Linked DNA regions of Mus musculus: region 1 is linked to region 2. The links are chromatin contacts, called in public promoter capture Hi-C maps. All regions are on one chromosome and are shown on one strand. The core of a region is the stretch at or near the end of the contact, and the rest is flanking DNA. Distances in the headings are between cores, read along the strand shown.

Region 1 (2,982 bases), core at 388-2,887, 510 kb after region 2:
GCCAAGTGACCTTACAAAGCACCCCACCCCCACCAAGGACCCAGGTTACATCCCAGCCGTAGCCCCGTTTGGATCCAGAGTCCTCCCAGCCCTAGCCCTACGTCTCCCTGTGGAAGGATCCCTCACTGGGACAACTGACTCCTTCCTGAAAACTGACGCATGAGACTAGGATGTGGGGCCATGCATTTATCTGCCTGCTCCCAATTAGCCCACAAGGGGACCCATCTCTCTCTTGATAATGTAGTTACTGTGCAGACTACAACTCACAGTAGAGGCGAGGACAGCTTGCAGGAGTCTCTATGTCCTCTCACTGCGTGGCTCCTGGGGATCTCACACATTATTAGGTTTGGTGGCAAGAGCCTATACCTATAGAGCCTCCGAACCAAAAGCTCCCAGTATTCCCAATGCTCCAATCCATTATTAAGAAAACCCCTTTCTTAATTAACTGCCAATCAACTGTCACACCCTAAAACATCACCAAGGAAGGATCTGAGGAAACAGGCATAAAGCTGACCACTGGGGAGCTATTCTGGCCCGCCTTCAAAAGATAGCCATCTAGTGGGAAAGAAGGCCTGGCACCTTGCCCCTAGTTCATCTCGACCCATGAAGGGAATGGCTTTGTCAGACAAGCCTTCCTGAGAGGATATAACCCTTGCCCAGGGAGTGTCTAGGCTAAGGGCAGAGCCACAGCCTTGCTTAGGGAGCACCAGGAAAAAGCACAGTTCGCCCTTACCCAGTTCCCAACTTCCTGTGCACATAGACAATCTTGCTCCACAGCTGCCCACCTAACATTATTCACATCCCTGTCCTTTCAGGTGTCCTCTGACAAGGGAGACAGAGCCCTAAGTGGCTTCCACTTTGAGAAGACCTGGCCCTACTCTGGAAACATTCCTCCATTCAATGAGTGAGGCAGACCTAGGTACAAGCACTAGATATAGAGATGGTCAGAGCTTGGACAGACAGGGAGCATCCAACAGAGGCTGCCCATTGTCGGTAGCAGGGGCTCTTCAGGGGTTTGGGGGGGTAGCTCCAACAAGGGGCAGTGCTTTGAAAAATCGGTCTAAACCAAGGTCTCCCCTTCCTCCAGATTCCTCGGACAGCTTCTACAGTAACCCGCCCATCAGCCTCCATCCCCGGTCTTTCCTCCATGATTCTCCCCGGCCTCCGCCACCCAAGCCCCTTCCTTCTTCACTGATCTCGCCTAGCAGCCTTCATTCAAGGCCCCCTGCAGGTGACCCGCCTCACTGGCTGCACACAAGTCACCAACCTTCGCCAGCCCAGCCCGCGCCTCAGCACCAGCCTCCACACCGCCAAACCCATCCCCATCCCCACCGCCCGGCCCGCCCAGCCCCCTCCCGGCCCCGCCCCCCACCTCGCCGCGCCGCCCTCCCTCCGCCGCCTCCCGCGTCCCCTCCTCCTCACAACCGGGCGCGCTCGCCTCAGACGCCAGGCCTCACCTTGACTCGCTCCAGCTGCTTGAGAACGTGTTCCCGCCGCCGCCCCACCGCCCGCTTCCCCCCGGTCCCCCCAGGGCCTCCGCCGGCGCTCCCGGCCCCGCTGTTCCGCTCCGATTTCGAGCTGGGCGCCATTTTCACCCCCTCCCTCCACTTCCGGAGCAACCGGTCCCTTAGCCCCGCCCCTGGCACTTTCTGATTGGCCTTTTCTCCTTACTGCGGCCGGCCGGTTGGGTGACAGCCGGCATTCCTTGTCGCTTCCCGCTACGCTTGTCCATCAAAGCTATCTTGGTTTTTGGTTGGTAAAGATGGTAACAGCTCCCGCCTTATTCCCGCCCTTCATTAAAGATAAACCACTCAGAAACCACTTTGGCGCTCCTCGGCCAAAAAACTTCAACTGAATAGGCGAAGATTTCTGTCAGGCTTGACATTGTCACGCCCCTGAGTGGGTTTCCGTGGAAACCACTGGCCGTCCAGCGGCCTGTGGGCGGGGCTATGGGAACCTGTGGTCCATAAGGGCCAGAATCTCCAGCCCTGGCTCTGGCTCAGGCTGGGAGGGCCGAGGCCTGAGGAGCATCCCTGGGCAGCTAGGGAGGAGACCAGGAAAAGGCGGTGGGGAAAAAAATGGCTCGTTTTAAAACATCTTCCAGGCCGGGCGTGATGGTTCACGCCTTTCCAGCACTTACGAGGCAGAGGCAAGTGGATCTCTTTGAGTTTGAGGCCAGCCTGAGTGAGTTCTAGGATAGCCAGGGCTACACAGAGAGACTCTTGTCTCAGAAAAACAAACAAAGAAACAAAACAAAGCATCTTCCGGACGACGATGACGATGATAGCATCAGACAGATATCATGCTGTTTTTAAAAAAATTAATTTCCATGGGTCAGGCGTGGTTCTGAGTTTGCACCTCCTGTGGAAGGCCTGTTAAGCCTATCATACTAATTAATAATGGTAATAAATATTACGGGACATGACAGCTTCATGCACCAGTTTTGCCTACATTCACTCAATCTCTGCAATGGTCCTTTATTTTACACGTGGAACAGGCATAAAGTGAACTCCCCTGAAGACATGGCACTTGTGTACCCAGACTGCTGGCTGCTCTTTTTACAGCCACATTCGGTTTATTGAGAACCCAGCTAACAGGACAGGTCATAAACAAGGAAATGAGTACCTGTCCTTGAATTCCAGGTATGGGTAGAAAGGCAGTTGGATGCAAAGTAGCTTTGTGAAGCGGGGGAGGAGGAATATTCCAGCAAAGACAAAGGTTTCTGGAGAGGTTCAAGACTAACCTGCCATGATGTATGGATTAGTGATGGGGACACTGCTGAGAGACTTACTAGGTGATCTCTTCTTTATGCAAAGACTGGAGGGCTCACTAGCAGCCCCCCTCCCCCCAGCATGAGGAGAAAATATGACCATGCATGTGCAGACCCAGCCTCAGCTGAATCATAGACTAGTGGACCCAGAGCAGGAGGGAAAGGAAGAGCAAGGAGGCAGTGTGTGTGTGTGTGTGTGTGTGTGTGTGTGT
Region 2 (2,984 bases), core at 279-2,778:
GGCGTAAGGATTGCAGACTCCCATCTCTGGTCCTCTGGCATCATGTTAAAAAAAAAAAAAGAAAAAAGACTGGGGATTTCAAGATTCATTTCACAGGCCCTGGGAAAACTACCAACAATAATCATGATACAGAAGATGAATAGCAATATTAGTATTCAACTTGTGATAAAAAAAAATAGGATTATTTCCTATGTATTGGAGGTTCCTGAAGTATGCCAATTTCCAGAGACAAGTGGTGGTTGCCAGGGGCTGGGGGAGGAGGGAATGGGGAGATACTGTACACTGCTGTACAGCTTCAGTTTTACAAGATCAAAGAGAGTTTAGAGTACTTGCCTAGCAGGAGAAAAGCCCTGAGTTCTAAGCCTAGCACTACAAACTGAGGGAGCAGGCAGGGAAGGGGAAAAAAAAAAAAAACAAAAAAAACCCTAACCTAAGGCTAGGCTGAGGTTGACTAAATTCATCACAAATTTAAGATCTGAGGGGAGAAATACACACAACTCTCAGCTTGGCAGCTTTCATTTACCCGGAACCGCACTGCTAGTGGTTAGAAACTATGCCTTTGAAAAGAAATCTGCATTTCCTTTCTGTTCTGCAATTACTAGCAGGGACCTTCCAACAACTCACTGGACATCTCTGACTTTCACCTACATAGTAACAAACTACAAATCCCTCCGCAGAGGACTATGAGTCTGAGGACATAACAAAACCTCAGTAATACGGTAGTTAGCCCTGACTAATGTATTCTTACTATGAATGTGAGCAGTGAGTTACTGTTTTATGATGATTACTTAAAAGTCAGCAACAACGAAATTAGTATCATCAGGTCGAGAAGAGCATTAGAAGATTTGGTTTTAAGAGGAAAGGTGACCCAAGATACAGTCAGAAGACATGAGCTTCCAGAATGGTCTTGCGCATTCAGATTTCTTCCCTGGCGGTCACGGGCTGGCGTGACCCTGGAACCAACTCCCTCGCCGCCCAGGCATCTTGGCGAGGTGGGTGCGAAGGTCGGAAGAGGCAGGCTGGCTGCAGAGCCCCTCCTGAGCCCGAGGCGCTGACAACGTGCAAGGATTGTGCAAGAGAATCGTTCGTACCAAAACCAAGTGCTCCGCACCGCACTCCTCCTGAACACCTGCCACTCAGGCCATCAAGGATGCTGCAAGGAAGCTGCAAGCTTCTCCTAGGCCCTGCAAGACCCTAAGAAAAGGCATCCCCAAACAACCTGGGTGGCAGGTTTATAAATACCCCCCTGCACATGCGCAATGAGACTACACTGCGCCTGCGCCATGGCGGAGAGTCAGACCATAAAAAAAGGTTCCGAGGCCCTGCAGGACACTTGCGGTCTGCGGTAATCATGGCCCAGGGCCCCGCGCTGCTTACCTCGTAGTGCTTCATGGTTCTTCCACAGGATGGCACCTGCTCTGCTGCAACTGAGTGGCCGCCGTACCGCACCAAACACCACCCAGCTCCACACACACTCGGGGAGCAGCACTCCCGGACTCCGGCTCCGCCCCCCTCTATGCGTGCGTCCCTCCTGCCAATCAGCGTGGGGTGCACCCACTGCTCGCGCCACACAACTGACCAATCAGATTTCTCGATCCAAGGAGCGCAGCGGACCCCCTCCCCCCCACTTTGGCAAGCAAGATTAAAACCCGGCCACCCACCAATCAAAAGGAAGCCTGGGCGCCGCGCGCCCTCTGGCTCCGCCCATTGCAGTGTTGCGGTGGAAATCCAGCGACGTCAGGCTGAGGGGTCAATGCGGCAAAACGAGAACAAAGAGCTGCGTGGCCCGGAGAGCCAGGCTTGGGGTGAATTCGTAGATGTAGAGAAGCTCATCTAAGAGATGAGACCTCAGATTATCATCCATCACCAGGACCCTTGAAAGGACTCCAGATATCACGAATGGAGAAAGGAAAAGAAAACCTGCACCGCATTCTACAGGTGCCCCTCCTAAAACAGCTCCTGTCAGTTGAGCTGGCCCTAGAAGCAAAACCACCTTTGTCTCTGCCTGCGTTATCGTGTACAGTTTGGTTACTACTGGCCACATGTAGCTACTGAGCCCTTGAAATATACAGGAAAAAAATGACAGGTGCTGCCAGTCTAAAAATACAGGACATCAGAGAACAGTGCAGAGAAAGACGACATTACAGGGGCTGGTGAGATGGCTCAGTGGGTAAGAGCACCAACTACTCTTCCAAAGGTACTGAGTTCAAATCCCAACAACCACATGGTGGCTCACAACCACCCATAATGAGATCTGATGCCCTCTTCTGGTGCGTTTGAAGACAGCTACAGTGAACTTATTTTAATAAATAAATCTTTGGACCGGAGCAAGTGGGGTTGGCCAGAGCAAGCAGAGGTGTAGAGGTCCTAAATTCAATTCCCAACAATCACATTAAGGTTCACAACCATCTGTACAACTACAGTGTGTACTCATATATATAGAATAAATAAATCTTAAAAAAAAAAAGACATTACAAATGAAGGCATTTGGTATCCTACCTAATGGGCTCAATTCAATCCCAGGGACCCACATAATGTAAGGCCGGAACAGAGACACCATGGCACATGTGCAAGCACACATATACACACACTCTCATAAGTAAATATAAAATGTTAAAAGCCTAGTGCAGCCAGATTCTGCTTGCTGTAGTCTGCAGCCTGAATATATATATGTATATACTGCAGGAATAAATGTTCAGACATGGCATTTAGGGTTAGTTTAATAATATTATATAACAGGCCCAATAAAATTGTAGACTTTCTTGCCAGAAAAAGGGGGGAGGGGCTGTGGATCAGAACAGACGTTTTCAGTAGAAGAAATACAAATGGCTAACATATATCTCAAAGTATTCATCATTCTTTAGAGTTAGAGAAACAGAAATTAAACTTTGAGGCTTCATCTCATCTCTGTCAGAATGGATAAAACCAATAAAACAACCATTAACAAATTCTAGAGGGCGTGTAGGGAAAGGTAACCCCTTGTT

What was found. Capture Hi-C pulls out chosen DNA fragments and counts their contacts.
Region 1: a contact with region 2 is called in a promoter capture Hi-C map of liver. The contact joins the promoter of Dcaf15 here to the promoter of Tecr in region 2.

Annotation. Positions count from the first base shown.
Region 1 is chr8:84,103,160-84,106,141 of GRCm38.p6, forward strand. It overlaps Dcaf15 (DDB1 and CUL4 associated factor 15), which reads right to left and starts at 1,638. Exons shown (of 13, transcript NM_001357322.1): 1 at 1,458-1,638. The coding sequence starts at 1,589.
Region 2 is chr8:83,592,963-83,595,946 of GRCm38.p6, forward strand. It overlaps Tecr (trans-2,3-enoyl-CoA reductase), which reads right to left and starts at 1,529. Exons shown (of 13, transcript NM_134118.5): 1 at 1,378-1,529. The coding sequence starts at 1,392. The region is part of intron 2 of D830024N08Rik (a long non-coding RNA gene); the gene reads left to right.